Regions from separate parts of the Ovis aries genome. Here region 1 is linked to region 2. A link is a contact called in public Hi-C data. All regions are on one chromosome and are shown on one strand. Each heading gives the region's core, a stretch centred on a gene start, on an enhancer-like site or on the middle of the called end of the contact. The rest is flanking DNA. Distances are from core to core; before and after follow the strand shown. Region 1 overlaps ANXA13 (annexin A13). Region 2 holds the start of FAM91A1 (family with sequence similarity 91 member A1).

Region 1 (5,174 bases), core at 2,530-5,029, 69 kb before region 2:
CACTCTACATGACAGATAAAAGCAGGAAAGCAGAGCTGTTCTAGGGAGGTGGGAGAAGGCTGACCCCAGCCCTAGACGCCAGGCTCCCCTCCCCTCAGAGTCTCATCGCTGCCTGTCTCCAGGGGGCGCTATTTATGAGCTACAGGGAGATGGCATTGTCCTTTCTTCTCTGCCTGTCCCTTGACCCTGTCCCCTCCTGATAGCTCCCAAGTCACCTCCAGAGGCTCCACTGAACACAAATGGAAAACAATCCACTGGCCCAAGGTACTAGGACTCTCCTTTGCAAATGGCATGCTCCCCACTGGAACACTTAATTCTCAGGGAGCTCTTTGAAAAAAACCAGGTTTTGTGATCTCGGTACAAAAACACATTGCCAGGGTGGATTCCAGACAAGCCTCAAAGGCTTCTAGTTTACCTGGTAGCATTGTCTGTGGAGAGATTATTAGAAGAATAGGGGAGACATTTCTTTCTTTTAAAACCGATGCCCCTGATTGACCACATGCCCACAGCAGAACCATAGGCACTCTGGTTTTAGTTATAAAAGCTAAAGGGCTAAAGGCTCTGGAATGGGCTTAGAAAAACTTTGTAAGGGGAGGGGAGAAGTGATGAGAGGTGCGGTGGGGAGGAAGTGACCTGGGGCTGAAGGTATGTGTAGCTACAATTTATACTGAGCCCTGTTTGGGAACATCAGAACTCTATAAGCCTCTCATGTTTGGTAGACTTGTGGAGAGTAATAACTTTTCACAATGCGGCACAGTTGGGAAGCTTTGTTGTTTGGGCTGGGATTTTTGAGAGTGTCAGCAGTTAAGATTCAAGTTTAGAGGACAAATCAAGGGCAAAGTTTTTGTGCCAAAAATTAAAATTCAACTCTATGCCAGCAAAACCTATGTCACATAATAGACTTCAATGATCTGACTCTAGCATCTTAGTGCTTTTAGCCAGAGACCATGAGAAAATTTATGGAGCCAGATTCCCAAGATCATGGTCATAGTGAACCCTCAAAATCAATGATAAAGATCAAGATGAATAATGTCCCAGCAAGGTTTCTGGAATAGATGAATAGGTATTAATAGCATTTTAAAGCTGGTTTCATGTAAAGAATCCTCAGATCAGTAGATTATCTTATTTTCCATTTGAGTTTCAGCTGTTTTTTGTTGCTGTTGGTTCACACAGGGAGACTCCTACCAACTGCTAATGTTAGCTGAGCACCCACTGCATGCCAGGCACTAAATGCTTTAAATCTGTGATTCATTTAATCCTTACTAACTCTATGAAGCAGGTACATTATTATCCCAGTTTTGCAGTTGGGGAGATTGAGGCACAGAACCCTTAGTAATTTGCCCAGGGTCATACAGCCTAGAGCAGACTTCTTAAACTTCCACATGCATCAGGATCTAGAGGACTGATTAAAACACAGATTGTAGGATCCCAACCTCAGGGAATCTGATTCAGTTGATCCAGGGTGGGGATTAAGAATTCTTATTTTAAGCATGTTCTCAAGTGATACTGATTCTGCTGATTCAGGATTAATTTTAAGAGCAATTGGCTTAGGGAGTATCCTTAGGTTGTCAGTAACTCATGTGTACACACACGCACACACACACATGTACGTGTGTTTCTACAGCGATGCCCAATGACAACCACCCCAGAAACTCCATCCATGGCCCCTGTCTAATGGGAAGAGGCTCTAGGTCATAGAGAAGGCTTCCAGCTCAGTCTATTCAGCTCCAGGCCCAAAGGCCAGGGGAGTTCAGGGTGAGCTGCCTTTGATCAGGACTCTGGGCACGATTTGAAAGCAGAGGGCCCTAAAGGCTTATATACAGCAATGATAAAATTCCAAAGCTTTCTTGTCTTTTCATCTGCTGGCAACACGTCGGAAACGCTATTCTGAGTGAGGAGCGGCCAGCTCTAGCCGAGGTAGGAGCTCAGGCTGGGGAATCTTGGAGCTCTCATCCACTTTCTGCTACTGACTTGCTGTGTGGTCCTGATAAGTAACAGATGGCTCCTTACTCATAACACACTTCCCTTGTCCAGCAGTTGTGGGTAACAATGGCTGTTCAGCCTACATTCGAGTTACAGTATTGTTGTGAAATTGAAACGAGACACAGGGTACAGATGTGCTTTGAATAGTTAAAAGCACTCCACAAATAAAAAATACTAGACAAAAGAATATTTGATAGTCCACAAAAGCCTTCCTGAAATCAAAGACTGATTTTCAGGGAAGGACTAACTACTAAGTGTCTTGAAATAGCTAACTCACCTTGTTGGCTTAAAATGATCATCAGTTTGAAAAATAATTGTATAAAAGCAATTTATACACATCTTTTCAGGAATGTATCTCTGAGGTATTATTGCATCTGTCTCAGGCACTGTTTAGCCAATTGTCAGTTGGAATGAAAATAAGGGCAAACATTTGTATGCTTACTATAAGCCAGATACTGTCCTGAGCCTTTTATATTCATCTTATTTAACTCTTAAAATAATCCCTTGAGGTTGGGAAGATGATGTTCAGGGTCTTTTTTTTACAAATGAGGATGGAGACATCTGGTCACTTGTTACAGTAAAACCAGGATTTGAACCTGGGCCCTCTGACTCCAGGGCTTTGCTCCTAAACTTGACCTGCTGTCCTAGCCTCTGCTGCAAAGTGGGGTTTCCCAGCCTCAGCACTGCACTGGGGCCGAATGGTTGCCTGTTGTGGGGAGCTGTCCTGTTCATCGTGAGATGTTTAACAGCATCCCTGGTCTTGACCCTCTAGATGCCAATAGCACTGCTCCCCCCAACACATCTGGTTGCGACATATTTCCAGGCATGATCAAATAATCCCTTGTGTGCGTGTGTGTGTGTGTGTTCAGTCATGTCCAACTCTCTGTGACCCTATGGACTGTAGTCCACCAGGCTCCTCAGTCCATGAGATTCTCCAGGCAAGAATATTGGAGTGGGTTGCTGTGCCCTCCTCCAGGGAATCTTCCCAACCCCGGGATCAAACCCGAGTCTCTTGCATCTCCTGCACTGGCAGGAGGATTCTTTACCACCGTGCCATCTGGGAAGCCCCAGATATCCCTAAGGGTGTGCAAGATCATCCGTGATTGAGAACTGCTATTGTAAAAGACACCCGCCGCCCCTGCTCCCACCGCTCAGTTCCATATCCCAGATCTCAGCTTCTTTTGGAGATAACTTGAGACTCTGTTCCTGTGTGAACTCCTTGCCTTAGTGCTGGGTCACTTACAGTTTGGTAGGCTTCAAAGGTGGCTCGTAACTGCTTGTGGCTTCTCTTGGCCAGGAGTTCATTGAAGGCAAGCTCGTCCGTGCCCCAGCGGCCTTCCCCTGCCTAGAGAACCAAGTGCAAACATTTTGAAAATGACTTTTGCAAAAAGACCAAATATACACAGCTGTGACCAGGCCTCACTTACAGGAAACAATAAAACATGAGCCTAAGAGAAGCCAAATGGATTGACCTAGCGCTTTCAATTTCTAACCCACAAGTATACCTCACCTATCTATTTATATTATTTATATGTCCCTTTATTTCAGAATGGATCTGAGGTGGTTAACACGAGAGTAAAATAATAGAATAAGCAATTCTTTTAGGTTCATGAAGACAGTATAGATGAAAAACACTTTCAAGATCATACTTATTTCCCAAGTAATTCCGATTCACATAAAAGAAAGACATAATTGTTGAAAATCATGTTAAATAACAGAGAACCATTTGCAGAGACTGGCACACCCGCATACTTACATCATACAGCTCTTTGGCATCCTGCCCAGCTAGATCTTTGTCCACATTATCTCCTTCATCACGATTAGCCTAGAAAAATCAACACGTTGTTATTAACTTGAGTTCCTGCTTGAGCAAAGAAAACAAAAAAGGGAAAGTCCTCGAAAAAGCGGTGATTTCAGAGCAGTGGCCTGAAAATTAGACTCAGCCTGGCAAAGGGGCAGCACTGCTCTTTGCTGCCATCTTTTGGGCACAACTGATAAACAGAGTAGCTTCTGTGACAACACATTTTTCCTTTTTTTTTTTTTTTGTAGAATCCAAGGTCACTCACAAACCCCTCTGACCTCTAAGAAACCTCATGATGTCCCCTAGAATGAGTCTGTTGGGAAGGTATCTCTTTCCTTCCAAAATATCAAGTTGCACCTCTCAGGGTCCCTGTCCTGAAGAACCCTGGATGTTGGTCATGGAAGGTCTTGGAGGTCTCACTTAAGCCCTTTAGTGGCAGGTGGAATTCTAAGGTGACCCTGATGGCCCACACTAATCTCCTCCCTTTGAGTGTGGACAAGACCTGTAAACATGGTGAGGTGTCACCCCTGTGATCGTGTTATGTTTATGTGGCAACAGGGATGTTTGCAGATGTAATTAAGGTCCCTAATCAGTTACCCTGGGTAGGTCTGACCCAATCAGGTGAGCTCTGAGAGGTCAGAGATGGAAGAAGTCAGAGAGATGAGCTCACCCTGGTCTGGAAGAAACCATATAGCCATGCTCTGAACTCTCTCTGGGGCCACATGACAGGGGACTGTGGGTAGCCTCTAGGAACTGAGGGTCTTTTTAGTTAGCAAGAAAACAGGAGCATCAGTCATACAGCCCCAGAGAGCTGAAATCTGCCAACAGCCAGGAAGCTTAGGAGAGGACCCCAGGCCTCACAGGAGATGGAAGCCCTGGATTCCAGCCTATAGAGACCCTGAGCCAGGGACTCAACTAACCTGTAACAGGAGCCCCGGCCCGTGGAAACTGCTGGGTCATAGATGTGTGTTGTTCTAAATCTGCAGCAATTTGCTACGTAGCAGGAGACCATTCATATAGTCTTCCTGCTATAGCTCAAGCTTATTCTATGTGTTCTCTGCTATCAGTCTATCCACATGGAAAGTAATCAGAGGAAACACACAAAGCTCAGAAAGACGGGTGTGTCAATGAGAGGGCAGATGCCATCTGGCTGGAGGCCCAGGGGCTGCGTCCTCGCAGGGCCAGTTCTGAAAACCCTGCTTTCCTGGCCAAGAGGTTCCTACAGGCCTAGACTTAGGGTGAATCCTGGAAGTTAGTTGTATCATGAGAAGGACCCTATTTGGGGTCAGATGAGTTGGCTCTTGCTCCTGGCCTGTATGTTACTGTGTATACCCCTAGAGGTTCCTCACTGGCAAAGTGAGATGGCAATGCTTAATGAGATGACTCACTA
Region 2 (5,303 bases), core at 1,667-4,166:
AGGGATTACGAATCCACTCTCCAGTGCAGGGGACGTGGGTTCGATCTCTGGTCAGGGAACAAAGCTCCCACAGGCCATAGGGCAACTAAGTCCATGTGCCACAACTACTGAGCCTGCACATCACAACTAGAACAAAGCTGACACGTGGCAACAAAGACTCGAAGCTGACAATAAATAAGTAAGTAGATAAGTAAATATATATGTATTTTTAAAAAGATGTGATAGTTTGTCCATAATAAAAAACGATAAGGCTAAAGAGGTTTTATTCCCACTAAGAGTATGTATGTGTGCCTGTGTACTCAGTCATGTCTGATTCTTTGCACCCTATGAACTGTAGCCCACCAGGCTCCTTCGTCCATGGGATTCTTCAGACAAGAATACTTGAGTGGATTGCCGTTGCATCCTCCAGGGGCTTCCCGACCCAGGGATTGAACCTGAAGTCTCTTGCATCTCCTGCATTGGTAGGCAGATTCTTTACCACTGTGCCACCTGGGAAGTTCCAAGGGTATTTATACTTCAAAAAAAATGATTTAATTATGAAATTTGATGCATCAGCTATTCGAGTGTTGGAGTACTTGATTGGTGTGGGAGGATATTAATTTCCTATGGATGTGGTAATAAATTATTGCAAATGTAGTGGCATAAAACAACACAAATGCATGATCTTAAGAGTTCTGGAGATTAGAAGTCCAAAATGAGTTGGCAGGCCTAGGATCTTTTTGGAAGCTTGGCCAGAGGATCTGTTTTTCTTTTCCAGATCCAAGAAGGCCTGTGGCTCTGTGTCACTACATCCTCTGCTTCAGCTGTCACACCTTCATCTCTGACTCTGGCTTTCCCACCTCCCTCTCCTAAGGACGCTGGGATTACATCGAGCCTGCTCGGATAATCTGGGATAACCTCCCATCTCAAGATCCTTCGCTTAATCACATCAGCAAAGTCCCTTCTGTGAGGTTAACATATTCTCAGGTTCCAGGGATTGAGACATGGACATTTTGGGAGTCATTAATCTGTTGGCCACAGGGAGTAACATTCTGGAGACCGTGAAATTAGACCACCGGATAACTCCCTACTTCCAGGTTGTTTCTGCTCCTTATTTTTGTTGTAGTAATGAAATAGTTCTGTAGTCTTTCTGAAGGGCAGCTGCTCAAGACACCTGAGTAATTTTCCTTAGTCCACATTGGGAAAGTCAAAGAAGACTGAATCTCATTGCACTTGTAATTTTAAACATATTTTTTACCCATAAGGTTAATTTGAATGGTAGCTTCTGGTATGGGGCTTCCAACACTCTGCAGTTTCTGACCTCTCTGAAACTTGAATAGCAAAGTCCTACTGAAGCAGAAATGACCGGAGGCCTGGGTCAAGGACCTAAAAGGATGGACATTACTGTTTACCAAGGCTCCATGGGGACTTCCCTAGTGGTCCAGTGGCTGAGTCCGAGTTCCCAATGCAGGGGGCCTGGGTTTGATCTCTGGTTGGGGAACTAGATCCCATATGCCACTGGCAACCAAGAGTCATGCTGCAACTAAAAAAAGATCCCGCGTGCTGCAACTAAGAAGACCCACTGCATGCCTGCATGCTCAATTGCTTCAGTCATGTCCGACTCTCGACTCTTTGTGACCCTATGGGCTGCAGCCCGCCAGTCTTCTCTGTCCATAGTATTCCCCAGGCAAGAATACTGGGGTGGGTTGCTACTTCCTCCTCCAGGGGATCTTCCTGACTCAAGGATGGAACCTGTGTCTCCTGCATCTCCTGCATTGGCAGGCTGATTGTTTACCACTATGCCACCTGGGAAGCCCATTTGTTTCAACTCATCAGACATAATGAGGTCCCTGCTATGTGTTGGACTGGCCAGCTGCTGAGCTGTGCCCTAGGCATCATAAAACTTTCCAAGTTGTATATCTGGCATGTGTGTAATAGAATATTTTTTAAAACCATTGTTTAAAACTGAAATGTAGTCACAAAAATACTGAACTGGTCTGTGGCTACTTGCCAGTAGCAAAGGTCATGAATTTGCTAAGCCACTGTAACAAATTCTGGATGAAAGTGTTCGCAAAGATCTTCCTAATAGAACTGAAATTAAGATAGGCTGAATTTTTGCCTTTTAAAAGTGACTCTGGAGACATTTGTAAGGAGCAGAGCAGCTGTATGCAAGAATGTTTATCTTAGATTCCCTCCGGGCCTCTCCCACATCAGCACCAGCTGTCTAACATTCAGTTCCCTGAAGTCCTGATCTGGACCTTTGTGGGAACTGCTTGGTGGTCCAGTGGTTAGGACTCTGCCATTCACTGCTGAGGACCCAGGTTCAATCCCTGGTTGGGGAACTAAGATCCTGCAAGCTGCAGGGCAGTCCACAAAGCAAAACGAGCATTTGGACCTTTGAAGGAGAGCCCAGTTGTTTCTCTTGCACAAGATGCAACTACCAGGTGGAGATGAAGGATCACTAGCCCTTTGCTCTACCACTCCACTGTGGCGACAGCTGACTTACCCATTCCTTTATGAGCTTGGACCCCTTCCCCCTGGCCTCGGTTCAGGGCTGGCTGTTGGGGGGCCCCCGGGAACCTCACCGCTCTTGCACTTTTTAAAATCGACTATGGCCCCCATCCCAAGTCATTCCTTCTAGGTATCCCACCCAAATGTCTGTAGCCGCCTGCTCCAGGGCCATCCGGGCTCACATTTGGGGAAAGTGGGTCATCCAGCACTGGCACTACAAACCCAATTGATTTATCCAGAGACTGACAGAGGGATACGGGGCGCGCGGACAGGGAGTCACTATCCGGGTACCACCGGCTCCACCTGCCTGGTCCACTCGCATGCAGGGACCTGAGCAGCAGGCCAGCCCCGGCCCCGCCCCTCGGCCCTGCTCCGGCGAGCGGAAGTGACGCACACCCTAAGCCATTTCCGGCCAGCCCGAAACTAGGAAGAAACTTGGAGCCGCCGAGGTGTCCGGCAGCCCCTCTCCGCTGCTCCCGTGCCCCGTGGCCCGGGCCGCGCCGAGCTGTCGGGAGCCCAGGCCATGGGGCAGCCCGGGCCGTCCTCAGTGTGAGGCGCGGGGCCTCCCGCGGGCTCCCTGGACGGGCCGAGGGCGGGCAGGCGGGAGGCGTCGTTCCAGCGGCGATCCCGGCCGCTGCCGCCCCGCCAGGCTCCTGGCATCATGAACATAGACGTGGAGTTCCACATCCGGCACAACTACCCCTGGAGCAAGCTGCCGGCCAACGTGAGGCAGGTACGGAAGCTGCGGACCTGGTCCAGCCCCGCTGCCACCTGCTCGCGCGCCTCTGGGCTCACTCCCGGCCTTGCCCCCGCTAAGGGTCTGGATTTAACCGATCCCAAACCCGCTGGGGAGGGGGGGGCCCTGGGGCCAGAGGGGCAGGATGGGGCTGTTGCGAAATGGGATGGAAACCACAGGATTCGCCTGGCGCCTTCGCACTCGGTCTTCGTTTCACCAGGCACTAGGCTAGACATCTTCGAAACAAATTTGAAACACAGCTCCTGATCTTCAGAACTTGGGGATGGTGGCAAAGGGCCGAGAAACAAATGACTGCGTTACAGGCTGATAGCTGCTCACACGAACCAGCATCATAGTGTAGGGGCGCGCACAGAGGAGGGACTCAGAAACTGGCAATGGAGCATCAGGAGAATGTGTAAGAGAGCTATTTAAAATGGGTTTTAAAAGACAAATAAGAGATAGCTAGAAAAGAGGGGCATTAAAGATTTTCCAACGAGAGAGAAAGTCATTTTGAAAAGCTTAGATGAGCGAAAGCGTGCTTTCACAATCTGGAGGTGGGGCTTGGTTAGGGTTTGGGGGTGGGAGCTGTCAGGGCCGGATTTTGCAGAGTTTTCCTACTTTGTTTTGTTGGGCTTTGTTTTGTTTAGCCTCCCGACAGGTGGGTTTATTAGAGATGTTGCAACAAGAGAGTGACAAGGAGGTTTGGTCTTTTTTTTCCCTCAGAAGTAGTTCTCAAATGCTTGAGAGTCATTTTTACTCAGTTTTGCGGATATCTGTTGAACACCTGCTGTGTACTATGCCTTGTTTGAGGTGTGGGTAATTTGCAGCAGTCAACACAAGGAAAGCCCTGTCTTCATGGAGCTTACATTTTAGAAAAGAAAGACAGTAAACAAATGAGTAAATACATGATACGGGGAGTGGTGGTGAAACTTATGAAGGGAGTGATGAGTGCTGTATAGAAAGCACTGTTTTTCTCTGGCCAGTGGTTGACCTTCAAGTTCCCACCGCGTTACTTGGTTGGGAGTGAAATTCTATTTTCCATTGGTCCTGAACACTGGCATATTTGGAGGGTTTGAGATGGTGGTGGTGATGGTATACAGATTGTTACTTTGCCGCAGCTCTCAGCTTGGGGTCTTAGTTCCAGGCAATGAATAATTTAAGGTTCTGGCAGTGTATCATGTGGCAGAGAAAATGCTTTCACTTCAAGATATCAAAAACACAAGTGGAAAGATAAATTTAAGGAACTCCGAATCCTTGGGTGGCAGTGGCCGCCCTTGTGACATTAATCTTGAACAGGAAGAAGAAAGCTCTAAAGCTGGAGGAATCAGCTTCTCTTGTTAAGCTTGAATGAGGGCCTTGATGGACACTTTCTGTCTTTAGAGTTTTGTGGCATATGGCAAGACAACTGGAAGAACCAGTAAGCCTTTGTTTCCATGTTTACTCTTCCTTTCACAAAAATAAATGTAGCTTGATAGACAAGAGATGGATGATTCCATGATGCCCAACAAATAATCGATCTTAACTAGTGTTGGCAAAGCCTTTCTAAACCTTAGTCACAACTATTAAAAATAATCTCCAAACAGTGTTATAATCTGGTACAAACATGACATTAAATTAAAACTTCTTTTGGTAACATCAATTAAAAGAATTGATATTTTCACTTAGGATAAGCTTCCACTTGTCGAAGGTGTTGCAAAACCCCTCTGTACAAGTTATTTCACGGATTTAGCTTTGCTCTGTTTTCCTAGGTCAGGCTCTACTTTGGTTTACTACATCAGCTTTCTCTCTGGTCTCTTGCCTTCAGAAAAAGACCCTCCTATCCATTCCTCATACTCTACTGGGGTGAGGTTTCTAAAATGCAAACCCAGCCCTTTTACCACTTGTTGCCATAGATTACTTGTTGCTTCTTGAATCCAGATATTAACTCCTCCAGGAATGTTAAAAGACCCTCCTATCCATTCCTCATACTCTACTGGGGTGAGGTTTCTAAAATGCAAACCCAGCCCTTTTACCACTTGTTGCCATAGATTACTTGTTGCTTCTTGAATCCAGATATTAACTCCTCCAGGAATGTTTC

Evidence for each region. Hi-C and Micro-C count contacts between places; a contact is called where the count stands out from the background.
Region 1: a contact with region 2 is called in a Hi-C map of hypothalamus, with 3 times the contacts expected there. The contact joins the enhancer-like site here to the promoter of FAM91A1 in region 2. A contact is called at or near these places in 8 of 16 Hi-C or Micro-C datasets (hypothalamus, liver, mixed tissues and 4 more).

Annotation. Positions count from the first base shown.
Region 1 is chr9:29,211,151-29,216,324 of ARS-UI_Ramb_v3.0, reverse strand. It overlaps ANXA13 (annexin A13), which reads right to left. Exons shown (of 11, transcript XM_060393680.1): 8 at 3,740-3,808; 9 at 3,227-3,328. It overlaps LOC132657212 (a long non-coding RNA gene), which reads left to right. Exons shown (of 2, transcript XR_009595047.1): 2 at 1-5,174. Among named protein-coding and RNA genes, the nearest start is that of KLHL38, 42 kb to the left of the region's middle. Within about 2 kb of position 3,779, at least 16 of the 54 cell types and tissues checked have an H3K27ac peak or open chromatin away from gene starts, as enhancers often do. A contact at or near this core is called in hypothalamus and liver, where this site is marked.
Region 2 is chr9:29,140,955-29,146,257 of ARS-UI_Ramb_v3.0, reverse strand. It overlaps FAM91A1 (family with sequence similarity 91 member A1), which reads left to right and starts at 2,916. Exons shown (of 23, transcript XM_060393671.1): 1 at 2,916-3,223. The coding sequence starts at 3,152.